Linked DNA regions of Mus musculus: regions 1, 3, 4 and 5 are each linked to region 2. The links are chromatin contacts, called in public Hi-C, capture Hi-C and promoter capture Hi-C maps. All regions are on one chromosome and are shown on one strand. The core of a region is the stretch at or near the end of the contact, and the rest is flanking DNA. Distances in the headings are between cores, read along the strand shown. Region 1 holds the start of Slc9a1 (solute carrier family 9 (sodium/hydrogen exchanger), member 1). Region 2 holds the start of Ppp1r8 (protein phosphatase 1, regulatory subunit 8). Region 3 holds the start of Kdf1 (keratinocyte differentiation factor 1). Region 4 holds the start of Snhg12 (small nucleolar RNA host gene 12). Region 5 holds the start of Tent5b (terminal nucleotidyltransferase 5B).

Region 1 (3,093 bases), core at 397-2,896, 530 kb before region 2:
ACCACACACCTAAGTGCCTTGTACCTAGTTCCTTACTCTACGCAAAATCCTTAGACAGGCCAAGTCCTAAAACACCCTTTCACAAAGAATGTAATAAATCCGTACTGATTCCTGTTGACAGGACAGAAAGGGCCACTTGCTAAAGGATATTCCTGTCTTACACATAGCTAAGCACCTGCCTCCTCTCTAGGTCCCATCCCAGCTGTAGGAGACCAGCCAAGCCTTGGCAGCTTTTCTGAAACCAATATCAGAAGCATCCCATCTCGTGCACGCTCCTGACCCTCCCTCCTGCTACATAATGCCAGCTCACAGGCCAGAGCTGGAGTTTAAGGACCAACAAAAAGGAGGGAGAGGCTGCCCGCCCGCGTTGCAGAAGTGGTTCATTCAGAGCCTGAGAAGCAGAACCTGGTAACAAGTGGGGCAAGAAGCTCACCTATCTGGTGGTGGCAGCAACAGCACCATCATGCACTTACCTATCTTCATGAGGCAGGCCAGGAGAATCCAGAGGGAGATCTCAAAGGGTGTGCGCACGTGAGGGTAGTCAATGTCCAGGACTGGGAAGGCCTTCCGAGATGGCTTACCGCCATGTTCAATGATTAAGTTGGTCAAATTGTGGTCATCTGGGCGATGGAGAGGCTCTGATGGTGCCGTGGTGACATCCCCAATTGAGCGTTCCCGGGGTGGTTCAGAACCTCTGATGGTGCTGGCAGTAGGGCTGTGCTGGAGGCCGTGGCTCCTGAGAACAGGTAGCAGTCCCACCAAGGCAACCACCACCAGCAAGGAGGGGAAGATCCGAGGTGGATGAAATCCCCAGACGCCGGACCACCGAAGCATCATACTGATCCCCCAGCCTAGGAGGCCTCAGCCCTTAGCGAAGTGCGTGTAAGACCTGGGACATAGGTAGCAAGGAGTCCTGCAGATGGGGTGAGACTGGGGCAATCTCTAGGAAAAGTTCATGTTTTAGAGAAGTATTTTCGTTTTCTAGAGATTCACAATCTCAAAGTCCAAACTGCAAAAAGGGGTTAAGTACCTTGGAGGGACTAAGGAGGAAACCGAAAGGATCTAGAACTTCAGGCTGAGAGAAGGAAATCGGGGAAACTGCGTCCTGAAGAGAGGGGAAGGGCCGGATAGGCTGGACCACGGGCAAGGGAAAGGAGGAAGAAGGATAGGACCTTTGGCTAAGGAAAATCACCAGGGTGCTGGAACTCGGCTAAAGGGGAGGGGTAAGGAGCCTGGGCTAAAGACGGAAAAGGGTGAGACCCACTCCGCAGGGAAAGGCGAGAGAAGGCTGGAAGGCCAGCCTGGGATAAAGGAGTATAGCAGGAAAAAGGCTGGGGCTTTCCCACCCACAGGAGAGCCAGGGTCCAGCCGCGCCGGGCTGAGATTCCGGGGAAATGGAGGGAGGCGGAAGACAGAGGCAGACGGCCTGGCGGGAAGGTGCCTCGGCGCAGGCTGGAGGCGGCTCGCAGTGAGCCAGCAGCAACACACCCCTCCTTAAGACCCCGGTGCAGAGCTGTGTTCCACCCCGGCCCAGCGGCAGCTCCTTCGGTCAGCTCCAGCTCCACTTCCAGACCTGACACAGCCCCGGGTCCCGCGGTAGCGGACTGATGCCTCGCTGAGCACAGCGCAGCCATTTATAGGCACCAACGAGTAGCAGGCGCAGCAAGCTAGAGAGACCTGTCAGCGCCCGCGCGGTGCAGCGGCCCCTGTCGCCCAGGGAAGGAAGTGTCACGTAAGAAGAGGAAGCCGAGACCTAAATTGGAAAAAAAAAAAAAAAAAAAAAAGTACAATCTAACACGAGTGACATACTGTACTATCTACAAAGTGTTTTCTTGTTAGCATGTGACTTTGAACAAGTTATTTAGCCTCTCTGTTTCACAGCTTTCTCAACTGTAAGGTGGAGATGGATAGCTATAACAAAAGGATAACAAGATGGTTAAATGAGGTGATCTATGAGAAATGTTTAGAATGAAAGGGATGGGATCGTGGTTCAGAGGTAGAGTGCTTGTCTACCATTGGTTCCTATGCCCAGTGTCACAAAATAAAGTTAAATGAATGAATGAAATGGGCTAGAAATCTGCACTCTGTATGTTCCCAAGCATTGACCTGTGCTGAGGACCGTGTGAGCTGAAATCCGTTCCTGCATCCCAGCCACAGGTGCTTTGATGGCAATGTATTGGCTTCCCTTGACTGTGGCGGCATAACCCCAGCCTCCCTGTATCCGTCTTTAGGTCCAAATTTCCCCCTTTAAAAGGACTCCAAGCAAATTGAATTAGGAATTGGCCCTAATGGCGTACCTTACCTTGATCAACTTCAAAAACCCAATCTGAGCCACGAACGGTGGGAAACTGTAATTCCAGCATTTGGGAAACTAAAGAAAGAGGAATTTTTAACTCAACGTCAGCTTGTGTAACAAAGTGAGTTCTAGACCAGGCTGAGGTCAGTAGGGAGACCCTGTCTCAAAGAGATTTAAAACAACAACAACAACAACAAAACCCCTCATCTAAATAAAGCCACATTCTCGGGCACTGAGGGGTGGGCAGGGGTAGGACTTCAGCTTCTTTTGAAAGGGCGTGTTTCAACTCATAACAGTAGTGAAACAACCAAAAAGTAAGAGGCTGGGTATTGTTTTTGTCTGTCTGTCTATCTGTCTGTCTGTCTGTCTGGTTTAAAGAGAAAAGAAGGATTTTTATTATCTGCAGACAGAAAACAGCTTCCAGAAGGGGCATGTTCTGTTTTGTGCGAAAGGCTACATTCTTACAATGTAGCCCAGCTGGCTTCTAATTTTTGGCAATCCTCCTGCCTCTCCCTCTCAAGTGGGATTACTGGTATGCACCACCACACACAGCCGGAACTGGAATTTGAATGAATGATATTGATTAGAGTTCAGAAAGGTCGAGACATTGTGTCTACATGGTGCAATCATGAGAACTCTTCCCCCCCCCCTCAGAAGTAGGATCTGAACACAGAACCCTGTGCGTGCTAGGTAAGCACACCACCGCTGAGCCCAGACTGAGAAGTTTTTAAATCATTTCAAATGCCATCCTGTTTCATGGAAAGGTTAATTAAAGCCGAGAAATCCAAGGTGATTTG
Region 2 (2,700 bases), core at 191-2,690:
ATTGGAGCTGGTTTATAGGTTCATAGGTTCAGTCCATTATCATCAAGGCTGGAGCATGGCAGCATCCAGGCAGGCATCGTGCAGGAGGAGCTGAGAGTTCTACATTTTCACCTGAAGGCTGTTAGTGGAAGACTGACTTCCAGGTAGCCAGGATACAGGACTTAAAGCCCAAGCCTACAATGATACACTTATTTCAACAAGTCCAAACCTCCAAATAGTGCCACTCCCTGGACCAAGCATATTCAAACCATGACATGTTCTATTGCTGTTGCTTACTGAAACCTGGAGAATTTATTATTATTATTATTATTAATTTTACTGTCTAGCAGGGCATAGTGTTGACTACCTTTAACCCTGTATCTCAGGAAGCAAAGGCAGATGGAATTTCAGATATGTGCTGCCACACCCTCCAACCATTTGTTTCTTTTAAAAACTGTGAAGTCATCATCCCATCTTTCTGCAAAAGTGAAAAAAGGACCATCCACTGCATACGAAGGAATGGTATGTTGTCAGAAACATATGGGACTAGTAGAGCCTGGCTTTTGGCTTTACATAGACTCAGGTTCGAATACCACTCCTTGTAAGGTGAGGCTAGAGCCTCTCTTCTGGAATCAATCTGTCTTGAGTTTTGGGAATACCAAGTGAACTGATCCATATGAAATACATACTTCCCCATAAGCACTCAATAGACAAAACCATTACAACCAGCAAGCTAATGGCTTAGAGGAAGATGGTAACCCTAATGCTTCCTATGTCACTATGACCCACAGAGAAAAATCCTAAGGGGCCATGAATTAAACATTTTTGAGAATTGGTTAAGTTACTAAAAATTGGAGGCTTTTTTTCCTTTTGAGTCTGTGCCTTGCAGCAGTTTGTCCAAAGTTTTCAAAAACAGACTACATGATTTCTGACACAGTCGCCTAATCTATAGATTCTCCCAGATCTAAGAAAATTACTGGTTTTGGGGAATTGAATCAGTGGCCTCATTCGCGCCTGCTGAACACACTACCACTGAGCCGTACACATCAGACTTGGGATCAGAAAGGACAAATGAGTAAGGATTCTGTTTTCAGATGCAGTGTTTCGAAGGAAGGCTGGAAAAAGGGGGAAAAAAAAAGCCATCACTTCTTATCTCTAGCCATCACCTGCTTATCGCTAGATGAAGCCCGAGGGGGTGGGTAGCTGGGAGTTAATGCAGATTGCAGAGCTCTAGGGTTTCTGGCGGAAAACGCAGCGCGAAAGCCGCATCAAGGTACAAACCACTCCTGACCCCGTGACCAAGGAGACACCCGCCCCCAGCCTCTCCAGCAAACACTGCAGACTTCAAACCCAGCCCCTGATGCCCTCCGCCAGAGGCGCTCCCAGGAGAGCGTCCTTGCGTTGCGCGTGCGCACGCACGCGCTGCGCACAGGCTGCTGGGATGCCGCCTCTTCCCTCCCGAGCTCTTAGTTTCCCGGCGTGCTTCAGACCCGCCAAATGGGAGGGGGAGACGCAAGATGGCGGCAGCCGTGAACTCCGGCTCCAGCCTCCCGCTGTTCGACTGCCCGACTTGGTGAGTAATGAGGTTTCTGGGACTGGAGCGGCTTGGCGTGAGTTAACCCGGACAGAAAGGAGAAGGTTGTATTTTTTTTTCCTCTTCCTTTTTTTTTTTTTTTTTTTTTTTGCGATGAAACGAACGTCTCAGAAAGATCCTGGAATGATTGAGGGAAAACTGTCCGCTGTGAGGGGCCGGGCGACGTGTGGAGGATCCTGGAGCTGGGGCCCAGGCTCTGCGGAAACCCGAGTTTTGGGGGCTCGAAGGTATTCAGTTTATACAGCGCTTGGGAGGTCAGCCGCTCACCGGGGTGCTTCAGGCCTTGGCCCCTAACTTGCCCTAACTCATCACTGAGTGCCCGATGCTCTCGGGGAGCATCAAACCTTCCCCGGGTGCTGAAGGTCTGGAGCGCGCACGAGCTGGCTTCCCTACCTCAGTCCAACCTGATGCTGCATCCCTCCGTGGCTGCTGCACCCTCCAAGCGGACTAGGTGCTCCTTGCGGGCAGGGATGGCGCGGGACTGTTCCCCCTTGTTCTCTGACCAGACCAGCACGAAACCCGGTACAAAAGACAGCAGAAGTTGTTAGCATACAGCATTTTCATCCCCTGGGAAGTTCAGAGAAGTAGTAGGATGGTTTCCGCGTTGAGTGGGGTGCAAGATGAATGAATAGGAACTGCTTTGCACGAGGATGCATCGGGGTTAGAGCCCTTTCTGCTGTTGCGGCTCTTCCTGGTTATTAACGTGTTACCTCTCGGGCTTCTGTTACATTGAGATCTTCAAGGGCAAAAACCCTTGCATCATGCTCAGCTCCTAGGCCTGAGTCAATCACATGGTAGGATATTCAGACAAAATATTTTGGCTTTAATGTTCATTTTAATCTGTATCTCGAAGCAAATGGGCTTTTGTTCGATGCACTGTCCTTTTAGCCACTGCCATGAGAGATTGGAGCGGAGCTGTGAGATGTCTGTGTTGAATCTTCAATGAGATAGACTCGATATCGTTTCTTCTGTGCAAATGTAAGGGCCCTGGAAGGTTCAAAAGAACAAGCCCAGGAAGCGAATGAATGCTTGGCTGTTTCCTGGATTTCTTTATTCTTTTAACATATCCATGTGCTTCAGCCTACAAATTCTTTATCCACACTGGTCCCTGGCTGCACTTATTTCAA
Region 3 (2,983 bases), core at 403-2,902, 680 kb before region 2:
GCAGTGAATGGGCTAGAAACCGGCTCTAGCCAGAGCTCTTCCACGTTATTCAGTCCTTACAACTGCCACGTGAATTATTTACTGTCACTGTACAGTTCAGGAATCGGAAGCTCAGAGAACAGAGAGGAGAGATCAAGTAAGTCAGCAGGCTGGGAAGGAACAAGATTTGCTGCGGGGCAGGCCAGGCTCTTCACCCCAGGTACTCTGCTCTTGGTGGCTCCCTCAGGTAATTTCAGAACTAGAAAGGCTGAGCCAGGCAGATTCTTTGAGTTCAAGATCAGCCTGGGCTACCCAAGAGAGAGACCCTGTCTGAAACTTAAACAACCAAGCAGTCAGCCTTCCTGTTTGTGGTATGAATAGTGCCTTGCATGAGCGTCCCTTCAAACCATCCATCTACACCTTCCTTTTCCCACGATTGTCCCTGGTCCATCCCTCCTGACAACCCAGTGACACTGCTCACTTAATTTAGTGGGACCAATTTTTGCCTCAATTTTGGCCTGGGACAAGAGTCTTGGACCCAGCTTCCTCATCTTTAAATAGGTTCATCTTAGAGTAGTGAGGTGGCCCACGTCTGTAATTCCAGCACAAGACACGATGAGATGATGAGGACTTCAGAGTCATCCTTGGCTGAATATTGGGCCTAGCCTGGGCCATATGAGACCCTATCTCAAAAAGCAAAACAAAATATATATTAAATTAACTTAAATATAAGTAAATAATAAACCAATGTGACGTAAAATAAAAATGGAAAACCTCATCTCTCAAAAGAGGAGAGATTAATGTCCTTCTAACCCTCTACGGAGGTATGGGGGTTGGGGGTGGAGCTCCGTGTTTAGCAAAAGCCTGGGAAGACACACTCTTGGCATTCTCTAACTTGGCAGCGTTCGAAGGCATCGCAAGGATGCCTCAAGGTCTGATGGCCCCAGGATTCTCTGATTTCTCACTGCCTTCGCCTTTCCGACAGTCCCCACAAAACACAGAGACAGACGGACAGACAGACAGACTCGGGGGCTCTCCATGGGCCCTCCTCCCTGTGTCCCCAGGACGAGCCGGCTGCAGCAGCCTCTGTCCAGGCAAACGTATGGTCAGCGAGCCGCGCTCAGCTCTGCTCAGCTCGGGCGCAGGGTACTGTGCACCCCCCTGGCACAGCCCCAGCCACTGTCTCATCTGCAAGCAGGAGCCGCGCGCGTCCAGGCGGCAGGGCTCGCGTTGCCGTCGGGGCGCGCACCGCCTCGCTTGCCACCAGCGCCGTGGCCCGCGACTCCCGACGCTGTTCCACGCACGGTGCTGGGTCCTAGCACCCCAGGGGCCTCTCGGCCCGCCCAGCCCAGCCCAGCCCTGCGCCCGTTCGGGCCGCTCCGGCCGGGCCCCGCGCACCCCGGAAGTGGACGTCGGGGCCCGAGGAGCAGGGCCCGCGCCCCGCCGCCGTCCAGGCGCGGCCTCCAGGGTCACCCACCCGGGGCTGCACCGCCCCGCGCCCCCGCGGACCCGCGCCGGCCTTACCTGCCCAGCCAGGTGAGCCGCCTCCGCTCGGCCCTTCCCCCGCCCCCCTCGGCACTCACCTGGGTCGCAGGTAAGCGTCTCGCGGGAGCGCGGCACGGGGCGCCGCTGGGGACACACTTCCTGCCTCCGCCGAGCGCCGCCGCGCACCTGGCCGAGGCCCCGCCCAGCTCCGGCCCAGCCAGGAGAGTGAGGCCCTGAGAGGGGCCATCATCGGGCAACAGTGCTTAGGTCCCCTCTCTGCTCTATAGTCCAGTGTCCTGGAAGTATCGGAGAGCCCATGGGGCGCCTACCGGGCCGCAAAGCTCCTACTTAAAGGGCATGCATGCCTCCTGGGAAGCCGTCCGGGCCCCTGAGTCCCTAGCTCTGTCATGTGGAACAGTTCTCTGGACTCTTTATTATAGTTCCCAGCAGACTGTTGCTTTCCTGTCTTTTGTCTCCTCCTTTTAGCCTCTGACCTTGAGGGTAAGGTCTGGTCTTGTTTCCCTAGTACAGCGCCTGGCACATACCAACTGCTTAGTAAATATTCTTCACTGTTTGAATAGCTAGGCAATGATCTCTTGTCTATCTATCTGTCTGTCTACATATTCACTTATTTAGGTTTCTCTTTTTTTACATTAAATGTTTTTATATGTATGAATGTCTTGCCTGCTTGTACATCCATGCACCACTTGCGTGCCTTGTGCCCACAGGTAAGGGAGCAGAGGAGGGCATGGGATGCCCTGGAACTGGAGTTACAGAGGGTTGTGAGCTGTTATGTGAGCACTTGAGAGTCGAACTGGGGACCTTGGAACTTTGAAGAGCAGCCAGTGCTCTCTGAGGCAGAACTCTCTCTTCAGCTCCTCTTACCTAGGTCTTCCAATACAAGATCCTGGGAAGACCAGCCATATCCTGTCCTGCTTCGAGTCAAGATCAGCCTAGATCAGGTATGTTCCCAGGGGTGCAGCCGTAGATTGTTCAAGTTTTCTGAGACAAAGTCTCATGTACCCCAGGCTGGCCTCTAGCTCCCTATGTAGCCAAGGCTGCCCTTGAAGACTTGCTCCTCTTATCTATGGAGTGCTGGGATCACAGGCATGCGCCTCCACAGCCAACATAGTCCCTGATGTCTTTCTTGCTCTTTTTGAACTGTTTGACATGGGAGCAAGTCACTTTCCATTTTCCAGTGTCCCCTCTGTAGATATAGACCTCTCTAGCCAGATGTGGTGGCACATGCCTTTAATCCCAGCTCTTTGGAGGCAGTAAGGTGGACCTCTGTGAGTTCCAGGCCAGCCTGGTCTACAGAGTGAGTTCCAGGATTGGCAGGACTATGTAGAGAGACCCCATCTCAAAAAAACAAACAAACAAACAAAAAAAACCATGAGGGGCATGGTGGCACACACCTTTAATCCCAGCACTTGGGAGGCAGAGGCAGGCAGATTTCTGAGTTTGAGGCCAGCCTGGTCTACAAAGTGAGTTCCAGGACAGCCAGGGATACACAGAGAAA
Region 4 (3,051 bases), core at 215-2,714, 530 kb after region 2:
AAACATTTGTTGTAAATACCACAGAACAATAGCCTCACAGGTAGAGGGCGCTCAACTTGAGGCCTGATATACATATATAGGAAAGATGAGTGGCAGCTGCAGGCACTGTGCTGACCTGAGCTGTCAAAGTCTCTCCATTACTCTGGCATGCAGTTGGAGATCCCATGGCTACAGGCAGCCACAGCCCTTGGAAACATGCCTCAGGTCTCCCCGGGTAGTGCAACTAAACGGAGCTTACCAGACCCTTCTGCTGTATCGTTGTCCATTATCTTCTGGTCTCCCTCCTCACAATCTTCATCAACAGCTAAGATGAATGGCAACAGAATTAGCCACAATAATCTTGTTCCATATTCCCAGTCATTACCTTATAGGGACTGTGACAGTGACCAAGGCATTGTTTATTTACCAATAGATGATCAATACAGGCCTGAATTGTAAATCAGATTGAGCTCACTCACCGGTCTACCTCCTATCCCCTCCCACCCCCCCCAGGAATAAAAGCCTAAAGATTGCTACATACTCCAGAGAAATAGTAAGGTGAAGCTGTCATTTTCCACAATGTTGCAGATCAGTTACAGGAAACAGAACTGCGACCGTCAAGGAAAATTCTTTCTCTGGGCCACCTTTTTGACCACAGCAGCTATGTAGAAGCTGCTGCAGCTTCGATAAGGGCCACAGACAGCGATAGCAATTGCTAGACCTCAAACCCACAAGCCACATGCCTCACCACTGCCTACTAGAGAGACGCCTGAAAAGGCAATCCTGTGGGCTCCGATGGCTCCTAGTTCAATACGTGAAGCTTTAGACATTGGGATAGGTTCCTGACTATAACCCAAAGCAGTCTCAAATTAATGACCCTACCGCCTACAAACGCTTTTTAACGCGCTGTGGACATCAGGTTTAGCTGAATAAAATGGCGGCTTTTTGCAATCAGAAAGCGAGAAAGCCGAGGTTGTATAATCCTTGCCCAACTCTGTAGGGCCCATTATCCTGACTTTTTTTTTTTTAAGGCTTTAATACTATGGTTGACATAGCGATCGCCTAGCACGTGGTAGGACCCAAATTCCACCCAACATAGGAGCGAGGTTAATCACAAAAAGGTCGCTCGGAGGTAATGGTCACAGGCCCTTCCATTGGCGTCATCCTAATAAGGTTACTGCACCCAAGCACGTAATCCAGTAAAGGCACAAATGCTCTTACCAGATCCCGTCACCCCCAAGCCTACAACACTCACGGGTCAAAAGGCGTGGGGCCCTGAGTTATCACTGCGCATGTGGCCATAACCCGTGCTTCCTTGGACCAGACGGAAAAATCCGGTCCCTTCCCGGCAGGCTCGGTATCTCACGAATCATCCGGAGAGGCGGACGGAGCTGGTGGGCTGGGAAGATGGGGGGCGGGCAACGTTGGGTAGAAGTACAAGGCGCCATAACGAAAACAGACAGGGACCGCGGATGAAGCGAGAAAGGACTGAGAACGGCCTGCACCAGGATTATATACTCTCGCGCCCTCTACTGAGTCTGCGTCATCCACCTGACGCACGGCGCCTCTGGGAAATGTAGTTCTTAGCAAAGCCGGGTTCCTGCTCCTTGTCTGGCCCTGATAGTGGTTTCGACCCAGGCCAGAGCGCTCAACTCAAATCTCTGACCAACTGCCATCACTATGGATTAAGTTCCCGGGCGACTTTGAATTACACCGATCTTAGAAAGGGTTTTCCACATTTGGATGTGCTTAATAAAGAGATTTTGCAAATTAAAAAAAGAGAAGAAAAAAAAAAATGGAGTTTTCCCCCGGAGCATCCCGGGATGGCCTAGAGGGTAACAGCATGCTGGCAGATCTTCTTAAAGAATGACCCTCAGAAGCCAGGCGTGGGGGCGCACGCATTTAATCCCAACACTCGGGAGGCAGAGGCAGGCAGATTTCTGAGTTCGAGGCCAGCCTGTTCTACAAAGTGAGGTCCAGGACAGCCAGGGCTACCCAGAGAAACCCTGTCTCAAAAAACCAAAATTTTGTTCTTCTTTTTTTCTTTTCTTTTCAAAGATTTATTTATTTATTTGATGTATATATGAGTACACTGTCACTGTCTTCAGACACACCAGAAGAGGGCATTAGATCCAATTACAGGTGGTTATGAGCCACCATGTGGTTGCTGGGATTTGAACTCAGGACCTTTGGAAAAGCAGCCAGTGCTCTTAACTGCTGAGCCATCTCTCCAGCCCACCTTTTTTTTTTTTTTTTCTATTTTATTTTCTTTGATAGGGGAATATAGTTTATTTGGCTTATAATTCCAGATTGCAGTCCTTCATGACAGGAAAGTCACGGTCGGGGGTCCGGGGGGATGGCTAGCAGGTTGTATCACGTCTACAGTTTAAAGTAGAGAGGTGACATTTTCTTTTCTTTTTTTGTTTTGTTTTGGTTTGGTTTTGGTTTTACAACACAGGGTTTCTCTGTAGAGCTCTAGCTGTCCTGGAACTCACTTTGTAGGCCAGGCTGGCCTCAAACTCAGAAATCCTCCTGCCTCTGCCTCCCGGGTGCTGGGATTAAAGCCATGCACCACCACACCCGGTAACATTTTCTTTTTTTTTTTATTTTTTGTTTTTATTTTACACAGCATCTCACTAGTTTGTCCAGGCAGACCTCAGCCTCTCAAGTAGCTGGAATTACAAGCATCCTTCCAGGTCCAATTTCTTTCCTTCCCCAATGTTAGGAAGGGTGTCACTGGACTTACCACATGCTGCTCCCAAGCTATTCCCCTTAGCTCCTACATACACCTGAAAAAATAGGTTTCCAGGCAGGAGAGATGGCTCAGCAGTTAAGAGCACTGACTGCTCTTACAAAGGTCCTGAGTTCAGTTCCCAGCAACCACATGGTGCCTCACAACCATCTGCAATGTGTCTAAAGACAACTACAATGTACTCATAAAATAAATAAATAAATAAATAAATAAATAAATAAATCTTTTTTTTTTTTTTTAATTTAAGAAAAAATAGGTTTCAGGCTGGAGAGGTGCCTCAGAGGTTAAAAGCATTTGCTGTGCAAACATGAAGACCACAA
Region 5 (2,700 bases), core at 179-2,678, 640 kb before region 2:
GCTTGTGTGGAAAGACCATGATTGACAGGAACACACAGGAACTAGCACTAGCTAACTTTTCTGGGTTTCATTATACAGGGACTTCAGGACTAGATGTTGAGTTTGGGAATCTGGGGAGTGGGGTGGGATGGGGATGGGGGGGGAGAGGAACTGTTGATCAGATACCATCTGTTCCTGGGGAGCTCCAGGACTCCCTCCCTGAACCTGACCTCCACCTCACTGGATAGCCTTTGGTAGGTAGCTCACCCTCCCACCCGAGGCCTCAGTTAGAATGGGGTATAAGAACGGGCATCCTCTGGTATTTCAGAATTCCACAGTGCTCGGGCTGTATGCAGAAAGAGCAAGTTTGGGGTCTTGCAGGGTTAGGTTAAAAGAGCTGTAGTTTGATGGGGGAGGGGGGCAGCTGCCAGAATCTGATCCTCAGGAGGGAGATAGTGTTTTGGGGTCTGAACCTTGGGCCGGCCTTCATTCTAGCCTTAAGGGAGAAGGAACCCCTAAAATGGAAATTTGATGCTATCTTCAAAGGGGTGAGGTCTCCGGTCTGGCCGCAACACGTGGGAGGTTGGGAGCTTTCCCAGGAATTTCTGGGCTGTTTCACCTAGCCAAGGCTTCTTGAGCTAAGGGTTGTGGGAACACAAGGGCAGAGTGCCCTAGAACCCTGAGGGTGCAGGAGGTCCAAGGATGTGAGGTAGAAGAAGAAAAGCTATTCTGGAACCAGGTACACACCCTCCTCACTGGCGACTGCCAGGGCGATGTCCCATCTAGTGCCTCCTCCATCTCCACCCCATTTCCCAGCCAGGGTCTTGGTGAGTGGTTCCCAAGGGAATAAGAGGTCCCCAGAACGGCAAGCAGGCAAGCTCAGCAGGGTGCAGGAAGAGCTGAACTAGTAGTCGGGTTCCTGTTTCTTAGTTTCCCTAGCTTCCCGGCCAGTCATAGACTCCAGGTACCTTGCAGCAGAGCACCACCCCACCCCCGACCCTGCCAGGGTCCCCCTCACCTGCACGATCTGCTGGGGCTGCACGCTCAGCGTGGGGAAGTTGCCTCGTCCGTGAATGGGGATCGGCTCTTTCAGCAGCGCGTCCAGCCGCTTCACCTGTGGCCAGCTCAGCCGACTCTGGTGCCGTCCCAGGGAGGCCGAGGAGGCCTCCGGGTCCGGGCCGCCGCCGGCCGCCCCAGCCGTGGCCACTGCCGAGGCTGCACCGGTCCCCACCTGCGCAGCTGGCTGCTCCAGGCTCTCAGCTCCACTCTCCGACGGCATCATTCACCCGGCCCCGGTGCCTGGACGGCAGAAACCCGGGAATGGTGAAGGCGAGGAGGGCAGGGAGAGTGGCTGTGCACGGGCCAAGGCGGGGTGCGGGGACCCGGCGGCGGCGAGGCAAACCCAGGGAACACCCCCGACGGCAGGGAGGACTAACAGATCTTAGAGCCAGGCGGCTCGGGCCCAGCTGACACTTATAGGCCGCGGGCCGCACGCCCATTGGTCAGCACAGCTGTCACACAGCAGGAGATGCCCTCCTCTTGTCCCTCCCCCTATCACGGGCCAACACAGTTTTGCAAGGGAATCGCTGGCTCTCAGGAGTTTCTGATTGGCTGAAAGGCACGCCCCTTCCCCGCCCCCTCTCTCGGACCGAATTCCCTCCTTTGGTCTTTAAAGAAGCTGCTGCTTGCGATTGGCCCGAGCCTGCCGGGACTTAGAGGGACAGCGCCCTCCAGCGGCAGAAGTCGAGGGAGGTCTGTGTAGAGTAATGTTGCCGTGTTGACAAGGCGGCCCGGCCGCTTTCTAATTTATTCCTTTGATTGGCCCTTCGAATTACCGCATGCCTGGCGTACCTGTTCCATCTTAGGTGAGGTGAAATCTGCTTAGAGAGAGGGCGTTATTACCCATCATCATGTAGCATGTGAGTGTCAGTTATGGTCCTGATGGAGGTTTAAAGATCTATGTAGCTCTTTGCTCCATCTGGGCCCACCCAGGGTTTTTCTGGGATGGATATTACTATTTTTTTTCTCTTTCTCTCTACAGATCATAGAGGCCGAGGCTTATTGCTACTTTTGAATCTTATCCCCTCCTCCTTTTCAGATTTTAAATATATGTGTCATGGGCAGGAGGGAGAATCGAAATCGAATCGCCCTGTTCATCGCCGCAGTATTTTTTTCTTGTCATTCTCGTAATAATAATATAGCAAATTCTGTAGCCTTCCATTTTCCTAAAAGGCAGACTAAGGATTAAAAGACAGGGAAGAAGAATCCAGGACTTAGAAACAGCTACTATACCCCAGTTTCTGTCAGGGCACAGCTTGACCTGCCTCAAACCAGAACACACATTTCTTCTTTCTGAAAGCCGGCCCCAGCCTCAGGCCACTCTAAAAACCCCTGGAGGAGGCCCCGTGTGTTCCACCAGATGTGTAACCCCAGCATTCCAGTGGTGTGGGCAGGAGGATAAGACGTTCAGTTATCCTTGTCTGCCTGTTGAGTTCTGGGTCAGCCGGGGATATACAGTGAGACCCTGTCAACAACAACATCAACAGGCTGGAGATATAAAGCGCTGACCAATTGCTCGCCTAGTGTGCCGGAGACCCAGGCTTCAACCTCTGGTGCCACAAAACGAGGGAAATAAAAATGAGATCTTTGACTGAGTTGTCTCTGAACTCTAGATCCCCGAGGCTACTGATGAAAGCGTTTGAGGTCCAGGCATAATACTCT

Evidence for each region. Promoter capture Hi-C pulls out the DNA fragments that hold promoters and counts their contacts. Hi-C and Micro-C count contacts between places; a contact is called where the count stands out from the background. Capture Hi-C pulls out chosen DNA fragments and counts their contacts.
Region 1: a Hi-C map of double positive thymocytes shows a contact between it and region 2, with 1.6 times the contacts expected there. The contact joins the promoter of Slc9a1 here to the promoter of Ppp1r8 in region 2. A contact is called at or near these places in 3 of 39 promoter capture datasets (liver and pre-B cells), 1 of 484 Hi-C or Micro-C datasets (double positive thymocytes) and 3 of 9 other capture datasets (adipose tissue, liver and pancreatic islet).
Region 3: a promoter capture Hi-C map of adipose tissue shows a contact between it and region 2. The contact joins the promoter of Kdf1 here to the promoter of Ppp1r8 in region 2. A contact is called at or near these places in 1 of 115 datasets of contacts at active chromatin or transcription factors (embryonic stem cells) and 1 of 9 other capture datasets (adipose tissue).
Region 4: a contact with region 2 is called in a promoter capture Hi-C map of liver, with 3 times the contacts expected there. The contact joins the promoter of Snhg12 here to the promoter of Ppp1r8 in region 2. A contact is called at or near these places in 4 of 39 promoter capture datasets (hippocampal neurons, liver and pre-B cells), 1 of 115 datasets of contacts at active chromatin or transcription factors (bone marrow-derived macrophages) and 1 of 9 other capture datasets (pancreatic islet).
Region 5: a contact with region 2 is called in a capture Hi-C map of macrophages, with 4 times the contacts expected there. The contact joins the promoter of Tent5b here to the promoter of Ppp1r8 in region 2. A contact is called at or near these places in 5 of 39 promoter capture datasets (hematopoietic stem and progenitor cells, liver, neutrophils and 1 more) and 1 of 9 other capture datasets (macrophages).

Annotation. Positions count from the first base shown.
Region 1 is chr4:133,368,288-133,371,380 of GRCm38.p6, reverse strand. Slc9a1 (solute carrier family 9 (sodium/hydrogen exchanger), member 1) reads right to left here and starts at 1,646. Exons shown (of 12, transcript NM_016981.3): 1 at 474-1,646. The coding sequence starts at 837. Mir5122 (microRNA 5122) reads right to left here and starts at 1,605; the gene lies at 1,517-1,605.
Region 2 is chr4:132,841,909-132,844,608 of GRCm38.p6, reverse strand. It overlaps Ppp1r8 (protein phosphatase 1, regulatory subunit 8), which reads left to right and starts at 1,440. Exons shown (of 7, transcript NM_146154.3): 1 at 1,440-1,552. The coding sequence starts at 1,497.
Region 3 is chr4:133,517,632-133,520,614 of GRCm38.p6, reverse strand. It overlaps Kdf1 (keratinocyte differentiation factor 1), which reads right to left and starts at 1,652. Exons shown (of 4, transcript NM_133707.2): 1 at 1,563-1,652. It overlaps Gm42323 (predicted gene, 42323), which reads left to right and starts at 757. Exons shown (of 3, transcript NM_001378703.1): 1 at 757-1,515; 2 at 2,354-2,426. The coding sequence starts at 806.
Region 4 is chr4:132,307,091-132,310,141 of GRCm38.p6, reverse strand. It overlaps Snhg12 (small nucleolar RNA host gene 12), which reads right to left and starts at 1,464. Exons shown (of 5, transcript NR_029468.1): 1 at 1,235-1,464; 2 at 239-304. It overlaps Snora16a (small nucleolar RNA, H/ACA box 16A), which reads right to left and starts at 677; the gene lies at 542-677. Snora44 (small nucleolar RNA, H/ACA box 44) reads right to left here and starts at 189; the gene lies at 73-189.
Region 5 is chr4:133,478,861-133,481,560 of GRCm38.p6, reverse strand. Tent5b (terminal nucleotidyltransferase 5B) reads right to left here and starts at 1,428. Exons shown (of 2, transcript NM_175307.6): 1 at 998-1,428. The coding sequence starts at 1,261. Gm13257 (a long non-coding RNA gene) reads left to right here. Exons shown (of 3, transcript XR_390815.4): 3 at 1-84.